Linked DNA regions of Mus musculus: region 2 is linked to region 1. Evidence: chromatin contacts called from public HiChIP or PLAC-seq data. All regions are on one chromosome and are shown on one strand. The core of a region is the stretch at or near the end of the contact, and the rest is flanking DNA. Distances in the headings are between cores, read along the strand shown.

Region 1 (2,621 bases), core at 40-2,539:
TTGTTTTTTATGGTAGCTTGCAATGGGTTTCTTGATATAGTTGCTATCTTCTCTTTCCTAGTTATTAAATAGCTTGGGTGGGGCGTGTTTCTGCTGTTTGGTTGGTTTGGTTTGGTTTTTTTCCATTCTATTTTAGTGAACATCAGATCATCTCTGCAATGACAATTATTGTCTTCCTGGTGGGGGTAGTATTGTTATTATTACTATTATTAATCTTTAAAGACAAGGTCTCACTCTGTAGATAAGGCTGGCCTCAAACTCAGAGATCTGCCTTCCTCTGCCTCCCAAGCACTGGGATTAATGGCGTGCACCAGCAACGGTCTATTCTTGACATGGCCGTCAGGTTGAGCCTACTAAAGCATCACCCATCTGTGTAAAACTGATGATTCCCAAAGTCTTCAGAACAAGTCCAAACTCCTCAGAGGGAGCAATCCTCCTAAAGCACAGCGAGCCTGCCTCGAACCACTGCCTACCCTGTCCGTACAGCACGCTTTCCTGTTCCTGGAATTCACTCCATACGACTTCTTCCTCGGGCACCAGTCCTTCCCTTTTCATAGAATTCTTTCTCTCTAAAAATGCATGAGGTTTGCTTCCTCATTTCTTCAAGTGTCTCTCAAAATGTCACTTTACAGGGCCTTTCCTGATCATTCCTGAGAAGTCTAGTGCCCTTACTCTGCCCACACTGACTCTGAACTTTACTGTGCTCGCTGCGGCTCGCTTCCTCCTTGCCATTGGGATGCAAGCTCAGTAAGGCAAAGATTTGGGGTTCTTCACTCACTCTGCTCCTCCTAGAACATGCAGCTCGGCTCAGCAGTCTCAATGTCTTGCCAGGATGTGCCGCTCTGCTTGTTAGGACTGGAGGTATGGCTTAGTGGTAGAGCATGCGCCTTGTTTGTGCAAACACTGTGCCTCAGCACCCCTAAACTATATACATACATAATGCATGTATGCATACATGCATATATACATGCACACACATATATACACATGCATACATACATACATACATGAATAATAAAGACAAAGGGAACAATGACCAGAACTATGGTTGACTCAAAAATCAGAAACCAAGGCAGACATTGAGTAGTAAGTATCCTCAAAATGGTGATAGCAGGCTGGTGATGGTAAGGGTGCTTCCCACCAAACCTTATGACATGAGTTCCTTGCCAGCACCCATATGGTAGGAGAAAAGAACTGACTTTCATGAGCTGTCTTTTGACTGCCACACTCAGGCACAGAAAGTAACTAAAAGTTCTAAGCACACATGTGGTCCTGTCATGTCCCGCCACACTTCCTGGACTTCTCTTCATGTGGTTTTGTTTTTAATCACAACTTCACGTAACTTTTTCTGCCCCACTCCTCTTCCGTTTGGGGGACTGAAATTACCCTGACAGTCAACATGACTTTGGGCAATATCTAGTCCTACATTCCCAATCTATCTTCCCTCTGTGTACTTTCTCTGTGGTGTTCTCTACTGCCTGTTTTCAGAATCACAGATCCTTTCTTCTGTGTGTCCAATCTGCTGCCAAACTCACCCAGTTGGTTTCCTTTTTTTTTTTTCCTTTTCCTTTGTCTTCATCTGAGACAGTGAGAAAGATGGTTTATTGTATATAACTTACACTTGGACACAAGTGAGAACAGAACCAACCAGTCCAGAATGCCAACGGTCCAAGGCAGAGAGAGTGGGACTGTCTTGGTTGTAGGGAGGCAGTCGGCTTCCTGGGTGATCTTGGTGAGATGGTTTTCCAGGTCCACTGAGACCTGCACAGACACAGCACACAGTCCAACAACTTGTACCAGCGTCCCAGCCCGAGGCATCCTTTCCTTCTGCTCCCCCAGGCTTGGTCGGGGCACAGGCTGGTTTACTTCGACCTCGGCCTCATCCTTCTCTTATGCTTCAGCCTGTAAATTTGCGTCTTCTGCCATTTCCTCTCCTGGGGCACAAGTTTCAAGGAGGATGGCACTAGACAGAGATGAATTTTCTTTTCAATGTGAATCTATTTTATGTCTATGTTAATGTGTTGGGACCACACGTAGAGGTCAGAAACAACTTGCACAGTTGATTTTCTCCTTCCACCATGTGGGTCTCGGGGTCAAGCCTAGCAATGAGCCCCTGGCAATGAACCCCTAGCAATGAGCCCCTATCTCACTGGGCCCCAACCCGGTCAGACTCATCCTTTCATTCACTTTGATGTAAATTCTTTAACATCTTTCAAAGCTCTCGTTAGTCCTAGGTATGCTAATATCAAAAAGCTTTCTGCTTTGGCAAAGATCACGGGATTCTGTTCCCTTCCAGTAGATTCTAATTTTGAATGAAGGAAAGCTGATGAGATCCTGGCTTCTCTTTCAAGTTGGCTAACTCAGGAGTGTCCCTTTTGGGGTTTAAGAGCCCACCTCTGTGGCCTTGACAATGCCCAGACCCTGAATTCTGCCTCTCCAAGAGTGGCTATCCCTAAGGTCCCTACTGGGCTTGGTGGTGCTTCCAAGATGCACAGGCAGGCCACCGGGCAAGACTGTGGGCTGTCACCTTCACAGCTCTCACATTTGACTCTCCGTTCAAGCCCCAGTCCCGCGTCAGACTTAAAGCTTATCCCCAGTTCAGATGAATAACTCAGCTTTCT
Region 2 (2,621 bases), core at 38-2,537, 66 kb after region 1:
TTCACATCACAGTTCCAGTTACAGAGCACCTTCAGGATTGGAGGTTAATGATCCAGGGCCTCGAAGAACAATATACACTTTGCTACGGTCTTACAGGTAAGACAAAGTGTGCCTTAGAGGTCACAGGCCTCACTCAGTCCCTACAGGTCATAGGTCCTATGGCCCCTAAAAGTCATAGTCCTACTTAGAAGCCACTTGAGTAAGTTTCCGTGCAACTGGTCCTTCTGTGATTGTGGCAGCCTTTTGGTGGGGGAAACAGACTTAAAGACTAGGCACAGAATGCCTCTTGTCTTACGAATTATGAAGTCATGCCACTGAGTTACTGCTATGACTTGGCACAGCACCTGGCTTCCAGCACTAAACCCAATGAGTACTCTATAAACCCTGACATGCAACGACACCTCCATTTCTACAACAGACAACAAAAAGGTGACAACTGGAGCTAGAGAGATGGCTCAGTGGTTAACAAGCAGCATTTGATCCTCTCTCAGAGGACCCAGGTTTGGTTCCCAGCACGTACATGGAAGCTCACAGCCATCCCTAACTCCTGCTCCAGGGGGTCTGACCTCCAAGTATCTCGGGCACACACACCTGTGGTGTACATACACACATGAAACAAATCTAAACAAATGTTTTAGCTGGGAAGTACACACTTTCAATCAAATAGCACTAAAGCTTGAAAGAGTACACCATGACGTCAGCCAAAACCCCATCACCTACACATGCCACCACGGTCACCTACACATGCCACCACGGTCACCTACACATGCCACCACAGTCACCTACACATGCCACCACAGTCATCAAAGGTGAGCAGGAGGCAGGGAGGGACAGACAGAGAGAGGGTAGTGAAAGAGAAAATAATTCCGAGAGGAAAGAGGGGTAAAGAAAGGGAAAGACAGACGAGAGGTGAGGGAGCTCGCGCAGAAAGACAGCCCTCTCGCTGGCATCCGCAGCTCGCAGCTTTCGGGGCGTTTGTGAAACAACAGTTGCAGTGAGACAAACAGACGGGGAGTCTTCTGGCTTCCAGCCTGAGTCAACGGGACTGTTTCTAGACAAACTGAAAGCAAGCTGCTCTGTCCGCACACTCGGTCGTGCAGGACAGCTTCAGGACAGGATGTGGGAAAGGAAGAGCGAGGAGGTGGGAGCGAGCGCTGGCTTTACTGGTCCCAGTGTCACTGCAAATAAATACTGTCAAGATTTAAACCATAATAATGGAAAGGCTATAAAGGTCTCGGTTATAATGCTTCCTCTGATGCTCCTGTTCATAAATGCCCTCTTTATACTGCCCAAGTGGCAATGCTCCACTGAACATCAGTATATGGGCACCCCAGTGGGAACGCTGCACCCTAGGTTCCCAGCAGGAAGCCAGGCAGCAACTGTGCAATGCATCTCCAGCCTGTGTAAGTGAGCACACACACTCACTTAGGTCCTAAAGTGTGGACTGAGTACCACTCAAGAGCTAAGAAACACAGTACACAGCCACCCCATAGCAGGGTTAGCAAGGTGTCTATACGCCAAATACCTGGGAAAAGCAGACGCAAATGTGTCCCATGTGGACACACATCCATGTAACATAGACTCCTTCACTACTCGAACAACTAAAATCCCCACCCTTGTGCCCGGTGGCCTAATGTAAAATGCAGTTTCCTCTGCTTTGTGCTTTGTGTAGACTGCAGATCAGCAGCAATTAAAAGGAAGCTAACTGGGTGTTCACAGAGACACCTTTACTTGGACTCAGCAGACAGAAAGGTAAAGAAAACCAAAGGTTTCAAGAAACCACTTCCCAGCTGGTATACAGCTCGGTGAGTATAACATGCACGAGACCCTGAGTTCGCTCTCCAGATAACACAGAAGCCACAATAAAAGGCGGAAGGCTTGGTGCAGCTGAGTGGTGAAGCTTTTCTCTAGCATGTATAAGGCCTGGGCTTTAACCCCCAGTACCTCTAAAAGAAAAAAACAACCCCACCTCTTACAAATTAAGGCTATCAGCAAGCAGGTTGGGCATAGTGGTACATGCCTTTAATGCCAGGGACAGAGGCAGGTGGATCTCTGTGAGTTCTAGGCCAGCCTAGTCTACATAATGAGTTCCAGGGCTAGCAGGGCTAGATAGTGAGACCTTGTCTCTTGCATGAATACCTCAGAGGCACTACAAGGAGATGGAAACCAAGGTGGAAACAAGAACAGATACAGGGTAAAGTGAGTCTGAAACCTAAACCAAGAGAACCAAGAGAGGCCATCACGGGAGCCAAAGCACAGAGCCAGGAGAGGCCTGTGGCAGTAACCCAGCCACAGGGTGATGGCTCGCTCACGTTTGCTAGGTGGGCAGTCAGCACCAACCACAAACCACCATCGGCTGCCTTCCCTGTTGATCTGTAATTGGTGAGCCTGCGATAGAGCCAGCAATTATCGTTAGGGCCCCTGTATTTATTTCACAGACAAAGGCAAGCAGGAGAGACCAGTTAGTAATGAGTAAGTAATGATCGAGGAACACACTGTACTTTATAGAGCTGCTTGGGCAGGAGAAGCTATTCAGAAAATAAAAAGTGAAAGACTAAAATAAGCTAGAGAAACTCAATTTTCTCCTCCCTTCCTCCCAAAGCCACACTTAGGATAAAATG

Evidence for each region. HiChIP or PLAC-seq counts read pairs in DNA pulled down with a chosen protein or histone mark.
Region 2: a contact with region 1 is called in an H3K27ac HiChIP or PLAC-seq map of embryonic stem cells, with 19 read pairs. The contact joins two enhancer-like sites. A contact is called at or near these places in 1 of 484 Hi-C or Micro-C datasets (CD4 T cells), 4 of 115 datasets of contacts at active chromatin or transcription factors (T-cell acute lymphoblastic leukemia, embryonic stem cells and intestinal crypt epithelium) and 3 of 9 other capture datasets (embryonic stem cells, embryonic tail and embryonic trunk).

What each region holds. Positions count from the first base shown.
Region 1 is chr4:148,997,037-148,999,657 of GRCm38.p6, forward strand. The region is part of intron 3 of Pex14 (peroxisomal biogenesis factor 14); the gene reads right to left. Gm42351 (a long non-coding RNA gene) reads right to left here. Exons shown (of 2, transcript XR_881580.3): 2 at 1-2,621. Among named protein-coding and RNA genes, the nearest start is that of Gm42351, 12 kb to the right of the region's middle. Within about 2 kb of position 1,290, at least 9 of the 459 cell types and tissues checked have an H3K27ac peak or open chromatin away from gene starts, as enhancers often do.
Region 2 is chr4:149,063,219-149,065,839 of GRCm38.p6, forward strand. The region is part of intron 2 of Pex14 (peroxisomal biogenesis factor 14); the gene reads right to left. Among named protein-coding and RNA genes, the nearest start is that of Gm46722, 33 kb to the right of the region's middle. Within about 2 kb of position 1,288, at least 30 of the 459 cell types and tissues checked have an H3K27ac peak or open chromatin away from gene starts, as enhancers often do.